3 separate regions of the Muntiacus reevesi genome follow, and all the other regions are linked to region 3. Evidence: chromatin contacts called from public Hi-C data. All regions are on one chromosome and are shown on one strand. The core of a region is the stretch at or near the end of the contact, and the rest is flanking DNA. Distances in the headings are between cores, read along the strand shown. Region 1 holds the start of RPS17 (ribosomal protein S17). Region 2 holds the start of HOMER2 (homer scaffold protein 2). Region 3 holds the start of FSD2 (fibronectin type III and SPRY domain containing 2).

What was found. A called contact is a pair of places that touch in the nucleus more often than the background predicts.
Region 1: a contact with region 3 is called in a Hi-C map of muscle, with 6 times the contacts expected there. The contact joins the promoter of RPS17 here to the promoter of FSD2 in region 3. A contact is called at or near these places in 2 of 3 Hi-C or Micro-C datasets (blood and muscle).
Region 2: a Hi-C map of blood shows a contact between it and region 3, with 3 times the contacts expected there. The contact joins the promoter of HOMER2 here to the promoter of FSD2 in region 3. A contact is called at or near these places in 2 of 3 Hi-C or Micro-C datasets (blood and muscle).

What each region holds. Positions count from the first base shown.
Region 1 is chr15:21,222,230-21,225,335 of mMunRee1.1, forward strand. RPS17 (ribosomal protein S17) reads right to left here and starts at 1,260. Exons shown (of 5, transcript XM_065906188.1): 1 at 1,140-1,260; 2 at 701-852; 3 at 97-202. The coding sequence starts at 1,142.
Region 2 is chr15:21,616,815-21,619,646 of mMunRee1.1, forward strand. HOMER2 (homer scaffold protein 2) reads right to left here and starts at 1,521. Exons shown (of 9, transcript XM_065906038.1): 1 at 1,298-1,521. It overlaps RAMAC (RNA guanine-7 methyltransferase activating subunit), which reads left to right and starts at 1,674. Exons shown (of 4, transcript XM_065906046.1): 1 at 1,674-1,803; 2 at 2,528-2,576.
Region 3 is chr15:21,458,820-21,461,569 of mMunRee1.1, forward strand. It overlaps FSD2 (fibronectin type III and SPRY domain containing 2), which reads right to left and starts at 1,434. Exons shown (of 15, transcript XM_065906752.1): 1 at 1,126-1,434. WHAMM (WASP homolog associated with actin, golgi membranes and microtubules) reads left to right here and starts at 266. Exons shown (of 10, transcript XM_065906750.1): 1 at 266-994. The coding sequence starts at 392.

The DNA.
Region 1 (3,106 bases), core at 10-2,509, 240 kb before region 3:
TCCCCCTGGAAATCAAGTACCCGAAACGGTTCTCAGGGACCTGCTTCTATCTTTCAGGATAAACCAGAGATCCAGAGTAAGACCCAGAAAGTTTACCTCAGGGACGTAATTGTCTCTCCTCTCTCTCTCCTCCTCCTGCAGCTTGATGGAGATACCTCTCACCGGGCCTCTCTGAATCCGCTTCATCAGATGTGTGACGTAGCTACAAAGCGCCCCAAGAACACACATTGGTCCCCACGGTACACAGCACGTCTGGATGTGCACGTAGGAGTTTCAGTTCTTTTCCCGCAGTGAGAAGAGTCATCATCATCATCTTGGGAGTCCTGACTCTAAAAATCTTCTACATACACAGAACCTCTACACGCAGCTCCGCTTAACCATGCATGCCTGTCCTCTGAATTCATGTTCGTTTGTAAAATCACCAAATACTCCAACAAACTTTCGCGATCCCTCCCAACCCTCATCTGCTTTCCTTCCAGTTCCAGTTTACGCAATACAACAGCATATCAAGTAGATCTTTAAATATTCTCTTTCACAGATCGACTGGGGCTAACTTCGTCCAAGCGCCACTGTCAAACAGCCAAGTATCAGCAACGTGAACACAAGACAACTTCACCAAGAAACCCCACAGATGCACAGCTCCCAGGACCCACCCGCGGGGCCACGGAGGCCCTGGAAGCCGAACGCAGACTCGACTCACCCTGCGATCTTATTGCGGAGTTTCTTGCTGGGAATAATAGCGATTTCCTCGCACACCCGCTTGTTGGTGTGGAAGTCATTGCCCAGGCGCGTATAGTACTTCTCAATGATGACCCGGGCCGCCTTCTTTACGGTTTTGGTGCGAACGCGGCCCTGCGGGTGGAGAAAATAGGGTCACTCGCGAGGCAGGACCACCCCGCTCCAGGAAACAACGCGGCGTCATACCCTGACCCGAGTTGGGTTCGTGAGCTGGGGCTGAGCCCGGTAGAGTAAAGGCCCGGCCGGGCAGTACTGGAGCGCGGGGTCAACGCGGAAACCAGTCACCTACGGAGGCTTCAGCCTCACAGGGCAGTGCGCGCCTCCTCACGGGCTGGGAACTGAGGGAAACGGCGGATGGAGGACGATTCTGGTGGATACGAACTTGAAGCCAATACACCTACCATGTTGGCGGGTCCTTGGTAAAAGAGGAAAGAGGAAACACAAGAGAGACCTATAAAGCGCAGGCCTGAAAGCCGCTTCCGCCTAGCCTGGGACGCGCTGAGCCTACTCCAGCGCACCACAGCGACCCCTAGCGGGGCGGAGGCAAAATAGAATGGAAATGTGGACGGCTCGTCTGCATCCGGTAGGCGGAACGAGCTGTTGACCCGCCCCCTGATGGTCAAGGCCCTTCCGCTCCGCCCCGCCTATGTCGTCTTAGGCTGGTGTCTGAAAGCCTTTTTTTTTTTTTTTTTTTTTAAGCCTTCTACAGTGGTTTCTACAGCTTCTACATCTGTCCTGAGTATTCATTGGAAGGACTGACGCTGAAGCTGAAACTCCAATACTTTTGTTGGCCACCTGCTGCGAAGAATGGACTCATTGGAAAAGACCATGCTGGGAAAGGTTGCAGGCGGGAGAAGGGGACGACAAAGGATGAGATGGTTGGATGGCATCACTGACTCGATGGACACGAGTTTGAGTAAGCTGACTTTACCCCAGCGGCTTGCAGTAGGAGAGGTGCATCTCTTCCCCATACACCGGGGGTGGTGGGTGTGTTGGGGGGGCGGGGGTGGGGGGAGGAGGTGGACAGCGGCAGCGAGTGGAAGCACGGAAAAGTGAGAAGGTAGGGGATGGCCTCGCACACAGGGTCCCCACCAAGTCCATGGCTCAGAGCCTTGTGGCCTGGTGGGGACACAAGTACAACTGGGAAACAGTTATCTCACTTATGAATCTTTACTCAAATGTCACCTTACCCAAGGGGCTTTTCCTCCAATTTATGTAGCACTGTCTTTTTTTTTTTTTTTTTTAAGCACTTCAGTTCAGTCGCTTAGTCGTGTCCGACTCTGCGACGCCATGAACCGCAGCAGGCCATGCCTCCCTGTCCATCACCAACTCCCGGAGTCTACCCAAACCCATGTCCATTGAGTCGGTGATGCCATCCAACCATCTCATCCTCTGTCATCCTCTTCTCCTGTCCTCAATCTTTTCCAGCATCATGGTCCTTTCAAATGAGTCAGCTCTTTGCATCAGGTGGCCAAAGTATTGGAGTTTCAGCTTCAGCATCAGTCCTTTCAATGACCACCCAGGACTGACCTCCTTTAGGATGTACTGGTTGGATCTCCTTGCAGTCCAAGAGACTCTCAAGAGTCTTCTCCAACACCACAGTTCAAAAGCATCAATTATTTGGCGCTCAGCTTTCTTTACAGTCCAACTCTCACATCCATACATGACCACTGAAAAAACCATAGCCTTGACCAGATAGACCTTTGTTGGCAAAGTAATGTCTCTGCTTTTTAATATGCTATCTAGGTTGGTCATAACTTTCCTTCCAAGGAGTAAGCGTCTTTTAATTTCATGGCTGCAATCGCCATCTGCAGTGATTTTGGAGCCCAGAAAAATAAAGTCAGCCACTGTTTCCCCATCTATCTGCCATGAAGTGATGGGACCGGATGCCATGATCTTAGTTTTCTGAATGTTGAACTTTAAGCCAACTTTGCCATTCTCCTCTTTCACTTTCAACAAGAGGCTCTTTAGTTCTTCACTTTCTGCCATAAAGGTGGTATCATCTGCATATCAGGTTATTGATATTTCTCCCGGCCATCTTGACTCCAGCTTGTGCTTTCTCCAGCCCAGCATTTCTCATGATGTACTCTGCATATATGTTAAATAAGCAGGGTGACAATATACAGCCTTGCTGTACTCCTTTTCCTATTTGAAACCAGTCTGTTGTTCCATGTCCAGTTCTAACTGTTACTTCCTGACCTGCATACAGGACTCTCAAGAGGCAGGTCAGGTGGTCTGGTATTCCCATCTCCTTCAGAATTTTTGTTTATTGTGATCCACACCGTCAAAGGCTTCAGCATAGTCAATAAAGTAGAAATAGATGTTTTTCTGAAACACTCTTGCTTTTTCAATGATCCAGCACTGCTAT
Region 2 (2,832 bases), core at 271-2,770, 160 kb after region 3:
AAACTGATTTCCCAAATATCGTCTCTGACTGCTGATACCAACCAGGCAAGCATTTGCCTGAGTTTTTCAACTGTTACACTGCTACTCATCTTTATTCCAATTTCCCCTTCAAGTTTATTATTTCCTATTCCCTCTTCCTAAATATGGGTTATTTCCTGAGCTGTGGATTTTGGCCTTCTGCTTTTCTCTATAAATCCTTTCTCCTTCGGAAAGATCATAAACACTGATGTTTTCAACTGTTGTTTCTTCACGGATGACTCACACATTTACCTATTTAGGTACAGCCTCTCTTTCAACAGCTTTAGTCATGTATTTCTAAAACCCTCTTAAGATTTTTCTTCTGAATATTTCACTACTATCTCAAATTCTACAAATCTTTTTTGAGCTCTGAGCTCATTTTTTAGCTCAACACATGCTATGCACATCCCTTCTCAGTTACAATTTCCCAAGACTTAAAAATTGGGAGTCTTTTCTGATTCTTCCTGATCCTTTTCTCCCATCATCCACTTGGCTACTATACCACTCAGTTATTGTAATCTTGGTCTTTCTGCTCTCACCTTTATTACCGAACACCAAGACTATCCTATCTCCCCATCCATACTCTCTTTCATACTTGAGCCAGGATAGTGTCTGTAAAACGTGGATTGGAACATTCACAGTTCATCATTCATTCCACAAACACTGAGTGCTTATTTTATACAGTACACTACATTACACACTCAGGAAGCAGAAATGAATGATTATGGTCTCGAAGGGAAACAAGACTTGTACAAAAATAATTTTAGTTTCAACCGAGAAACTAGTACTTAATGAACAGATTAAGAATGGTTCCCAGAGCATAATGAACACTCAGTAGGAAAACTTATTTCTAGATGGAGCTACTATTTCATTCAGCTTTAATTAAAGGACAGAATTTCAACATCCCAAGATAGATGAGCCTCTACAGAGACTCCCCTGAATTTCTTGTCTCTAGTCAATTTCTATTGATTGAGAAAGGCCAAGAACGCTGGTCAGTATCAACGGGGAAAACAGAAATGGCATCAAATAGAAACATTGATGTTTCCAAGCTGAAAACTCATAAGAGTATTAAGGAAATGCGGGAGCCACTCTGGAAAGCAATTCGGGATGAAGGAGGCCAAAACACACTGCGAAACAGTCAGCCTTTATACACCTACGAACATTCCAGAAGAAACGGACAAGACTCCTGAAGGGAGCTGGGTACTGACGACTTAAGCTGGAGCAGAGCGGGGCCGTGTTTCGGCAAAAACAGGTACAAAACGGACCAGAGAAATCTTACTACTGAGGTTCGCCGGAACAGGAGTGAAAGCTGTAGCATCGCTGAAGGGATCCCCTCGGGCCTACTCTGCGGCAGGCAATCGCCTCAAGTTCCTCACGCAGACTCGGCGCCGGCGGCCAAAAGCAGCTTTTCCCGCCCTTCTCAGCTAAGAAGTTCCAGAACTTTCATCCCTAGCCGTCGCCGGTTCCAAATTAAGGGGGCTCAAAATACAGCGATGCGTCTCTTCCTGCCAGTCACCAGGCCGGCTGGAAGCGCACGGAAAGCATCAACACTTCTAGTCCGACCTAACTACTCTCGCAGAGCCCCGGGCGAGCCAGCAGCATCTTTGAAAAAACTGCGGAAAATACAGAGTCGGAGATCCCGCGAGATTTCACAGGCCTGCCTTGGCCTCAGCGCGCCGGAAGCGGAAGTCGAGAGGCGGTCGAATTCTGGCCGAAGTGGCTCTGTTACCTGGGAGAGGTGGAGGCGTGTATACAGGGGTCCTGTGCCAGCGCCCTGGACCGGAGGTAGGTTTCCCTGCGCATCCGGAGCCCTGAGCTGGATAGACACAGTCCTGGGCGGAGGAGTCGTTCGTTCGGGCTGCAGGGGACAGGGAGTCGGGCCGGCAGGCCGAACTGAGTGGCCGGCGAGGTGTCCTTGGGCTCTGCAGTTTTGGGACCAGACTTTTTGGCGAAACCAGAAGCCGCTTCCCCCTCACGGCCTCTAATTTCCTTCGCACCTGGCGCCGAGGTGCTTTAGAAGAAGCCCAACAGACAAAGCTGCGAGAGAGAACTGAGAAACGCAGCGGTTCTCAGTCGGTGTCTTCGTCGGTTAATTCTCTGGGTTCATCTCTCAGGGCATGACAACCCATTCTGGGGAGTCCTTTCCGAGGTTAGTGACTCACAGGGAAAGTTCCCTGTGGTTTTATTTAGGGCCTAGAAACTAGCCGTCTCGAGTACACATCTGTACTTTGTTTGTTGTTGTGGTGGTGGTTTTTTAACAGAAAAGAACACACTTTGTCAAGTTTTATTCACGCTCGAATTGATTTTGAAGGCCCAGAGGACACGTCTTGTAGCATCTTCTAGCTCTTCGGTAGTACTTTCAGCTCCAATTTCCTCTTTCAGATTAGCGTCGGAAGTCTTTTAATCCCACCACTTAATTAACAAGACCCTTACGGTTCCCGTCCCCGCGGCACACACCTTTTGAGGATTTCTTTCAAGGGATTCAAGTTTTTTGTTTTTCTTCCCACAGATCTACACAATCTAAACATTAAACAGAACAGCCGCTTCAAACCCCTGAGGTGAGTAAAGCATGGATCAATGAAAATCCTATTTAAGTTTCATCCTCACCAATAATGATAAAGGTGATAAACATTTGCTTATTTATGGGAGGGGGATCCTGGGAGAACATAAAAATACAGTAGCACATTTGCCTTGCCTTATGATTTTTATCACCCCTCTGGTTAGTTTTGGGTCATCTTTCTGGTGATTCCTGTGATTACTATAGAAATTGAGGCACTGTTTTAATTTGCTGAATCTATTATAAACTATACCTTG
Region 3 (2,750 bases), core at 184-2,683:
TTTAGTGTAGGAGGCTAAGACAACAATTAGTTCGTTTAACAAATATTTTTTCATTGTCAATATATATATAGGTGGAAAAGGTGAGGAAAGAGTGGTAACCCCAGGATCCGGACAAGGTTGCGACAAGGATTGATCACGAGTGGCGACCTCCTGACCATTTCATTGGTTGTCGCGAACCCTCCCATCTATCATCCATCCAATCGCGGAAGCGTTGTTGGAAGCCTCCCAGGCAGCAGACAGCCAATCAAAAGTGCCGAGGGTGGCGGTGGTGGGGCTGCTGACGCCAATTCCAGTTCAGCGAAAAATGACGCGGTCCGGGCTGTTCAGCGGCTGCTGGTGCGAGACCAGGCTCCGGGGAGCCAAGCACTCCGGGCGCTGACCGCCGGCGGCCATGGAGGACGAGCAGCCCGACAGCTTGGAGGGCTGGGTGCCGGTCCGTGAGGACCTCTTCGCCGAGCCCGAGCGGCACCAGCTGCGTTTCCTGGTGGCCTGGAATGGTGTGGAGGGCAAGTTCGCCGTGACTTGTCACGACCGCACGGCGCAGCGGCGGCGGCAGCGCAAGGGGAGCCAGCAGGGGCCCGAACTCGCGCCCGAGGCCGCCGCGCCCCCGCCCAGTTGGGCGGGCCTGCTCTCGGCCGCCGGGCTCCGCGGCGCGCACCGGCAACTGGCAGCGCTGTGGCCGCCGCTCGAGCGCTGCTTCCCGCGGTTGCCGCCGGAGCTAGACGCGGGCGGCGGCGGGGCCTGGGGCCTGGGGCTCGGGCTGTGGACGCTGGTGTGGCCGGCGCCCGCGGGCCCGAGCGAGGCGGCGCTGCAGGAGCTGTGCGGGCAGCTGGAACGCTACCTCGGCCAGGCGGCCGACGGCTGCGGCGGCGCGGCGGTGCGCGACGCGCTCTTCCCCGGCCAGGGCTGCGCGGCCGATTGCGAGAGCACGCGAGAATTCCGGGAGCGAGCCCTGCGCGCGCGGCGCGAAGAGGCGAGCGCGCGGCTGCGCCAGGTACGCGCCCGCCGGGCCCACGCAGGTCCTTTCCGTGTTGCTTTGCCTGGGGAGGGACGAGCGCGAGAGTGGGGCCTTCCCGTTATCTGCGTGATGCGCGGAAGGGGCGCGCAGCCTCGCAGGTGCCTCACCTGTCGGGCAGCAGCGAGGTGACTTCCGGCGGAACCCGCACGGGGCCTGGCGAGAGGACTGAGTTAAAGTTTATTCGCAGTTCAGAGCCAGAGTAGGCTCTTAAACCTTTCCCCTGGAGATATTGGCGGAGCAGGCTGTTGTGACCGGAAATGCCAGAGAATACTGAAAGAGGAACTAGAAACATCCCACGAGTGTAGGAAGTGATAACAAGGACTGAATGTAACCAAAAGCAGGTTCCGCGTATGAGGGGAAGACCCATAAGGGAGACAAGATGTGTTAGAGGATGAAGGGACTTCTGGGACCAGGCTTTTGAGGTAAGAAAGACTTGGTGAGGCGATTTCCTTGGTAGTCCAAGGAAAGAACTCCCCGTTTTTCTCTGCGAGGGGGCACTGGCTTCCAAGACCCCGTATGCGCAGTGGGGCCAACAAAACAAAACAGACTTGGTCCAGTGGAAAGCCGATAGAATATGAGCTGTATTCATTAGTTTGGAAGAGCAGCAATAGGAAAGCAGTTTTAAGCTTGAAAGAGGTTGTTAGAGCGATTGAACGATTCATTTTTTGAGCGCTAAATTTACAGAACTGAAGGGGATTTTAAAAAGGGCTTAAGAGGAAAACATGGCTCATATATCCACAACGAATTGACTGTCCTTAAGTCAAGACTGAGTTCTCTATGCTGCACCCCGACATGCCTCTCGCTTGCCCTTTCTCACTATTTGTTGTTTTAGTTGCTAAGTCGTGTCTGACCCCATTGACTGTAGCCCACCAGGCTCCTCTGTCCGTGGGATTTCCCAGGCAAGAATACTGGAGTGGCTTGTTATTTCCTTCTTCCAGGGGATCTTCCCCACCCAGGGATCGAACCCGCGTCTCCTGCATTGCAGACGGATTCTTTACCACCGCACCACCAGGGAAGCCCTTTCTCACTTTAGGTCGTTCTTAATCAAAATGATTTTTCTCTGCATTCATTTGAGGAAGGGGAGGTGTAAGAAAAATTTATCCACGTTCCAAAATCTTAATTATATTCTCTTAAGCTAAATATAGAATGAGCTTTGTATACACCCACTTCTGTTAGGTTTATTCCACTTGATAATATGAAGAAACCACAGGGCAGTTTCAGGCTAGTTAACCTTTGATCTTCAGCTTTACCATGTTGAATCACTTATTTTTCAGACACCTGGTTTCTCACAGAAAGAAGTGGTTTTCCCCTAAACTAGCATATGTTACTATTGTAAAAAGTATATACACTTTATCCAAGTTTGAGTTCATTCAGAGGTATTATGGCACTAGTATAGTTCATAATGTTAAGCTAGCTGTTGACACTGGTATAGTTCATCTGTTTACCTGGAACATGTGGGTGGGGTGAGGGCTTAAATTCACTGCATCCGTGGAAGTGCATGTAATAATTTTAGTACTCAGCTCATATTTAGAACAGGAAAGCAATTGATTCTAGAATTAGACCAATTACTAACATTGCTAGAATATAGAAAGTGAAACTGAATGTTTTGAAGTTTGAATTGTCTTAAGTTTACTTTTTCACGTGTTTTAATTTTCTTGAGGGAAACTTTTGCTTTTTTTGGGGGGGGTGGATAATCCTACTGTTAACACCTGGATAAAATGACTACTGAACA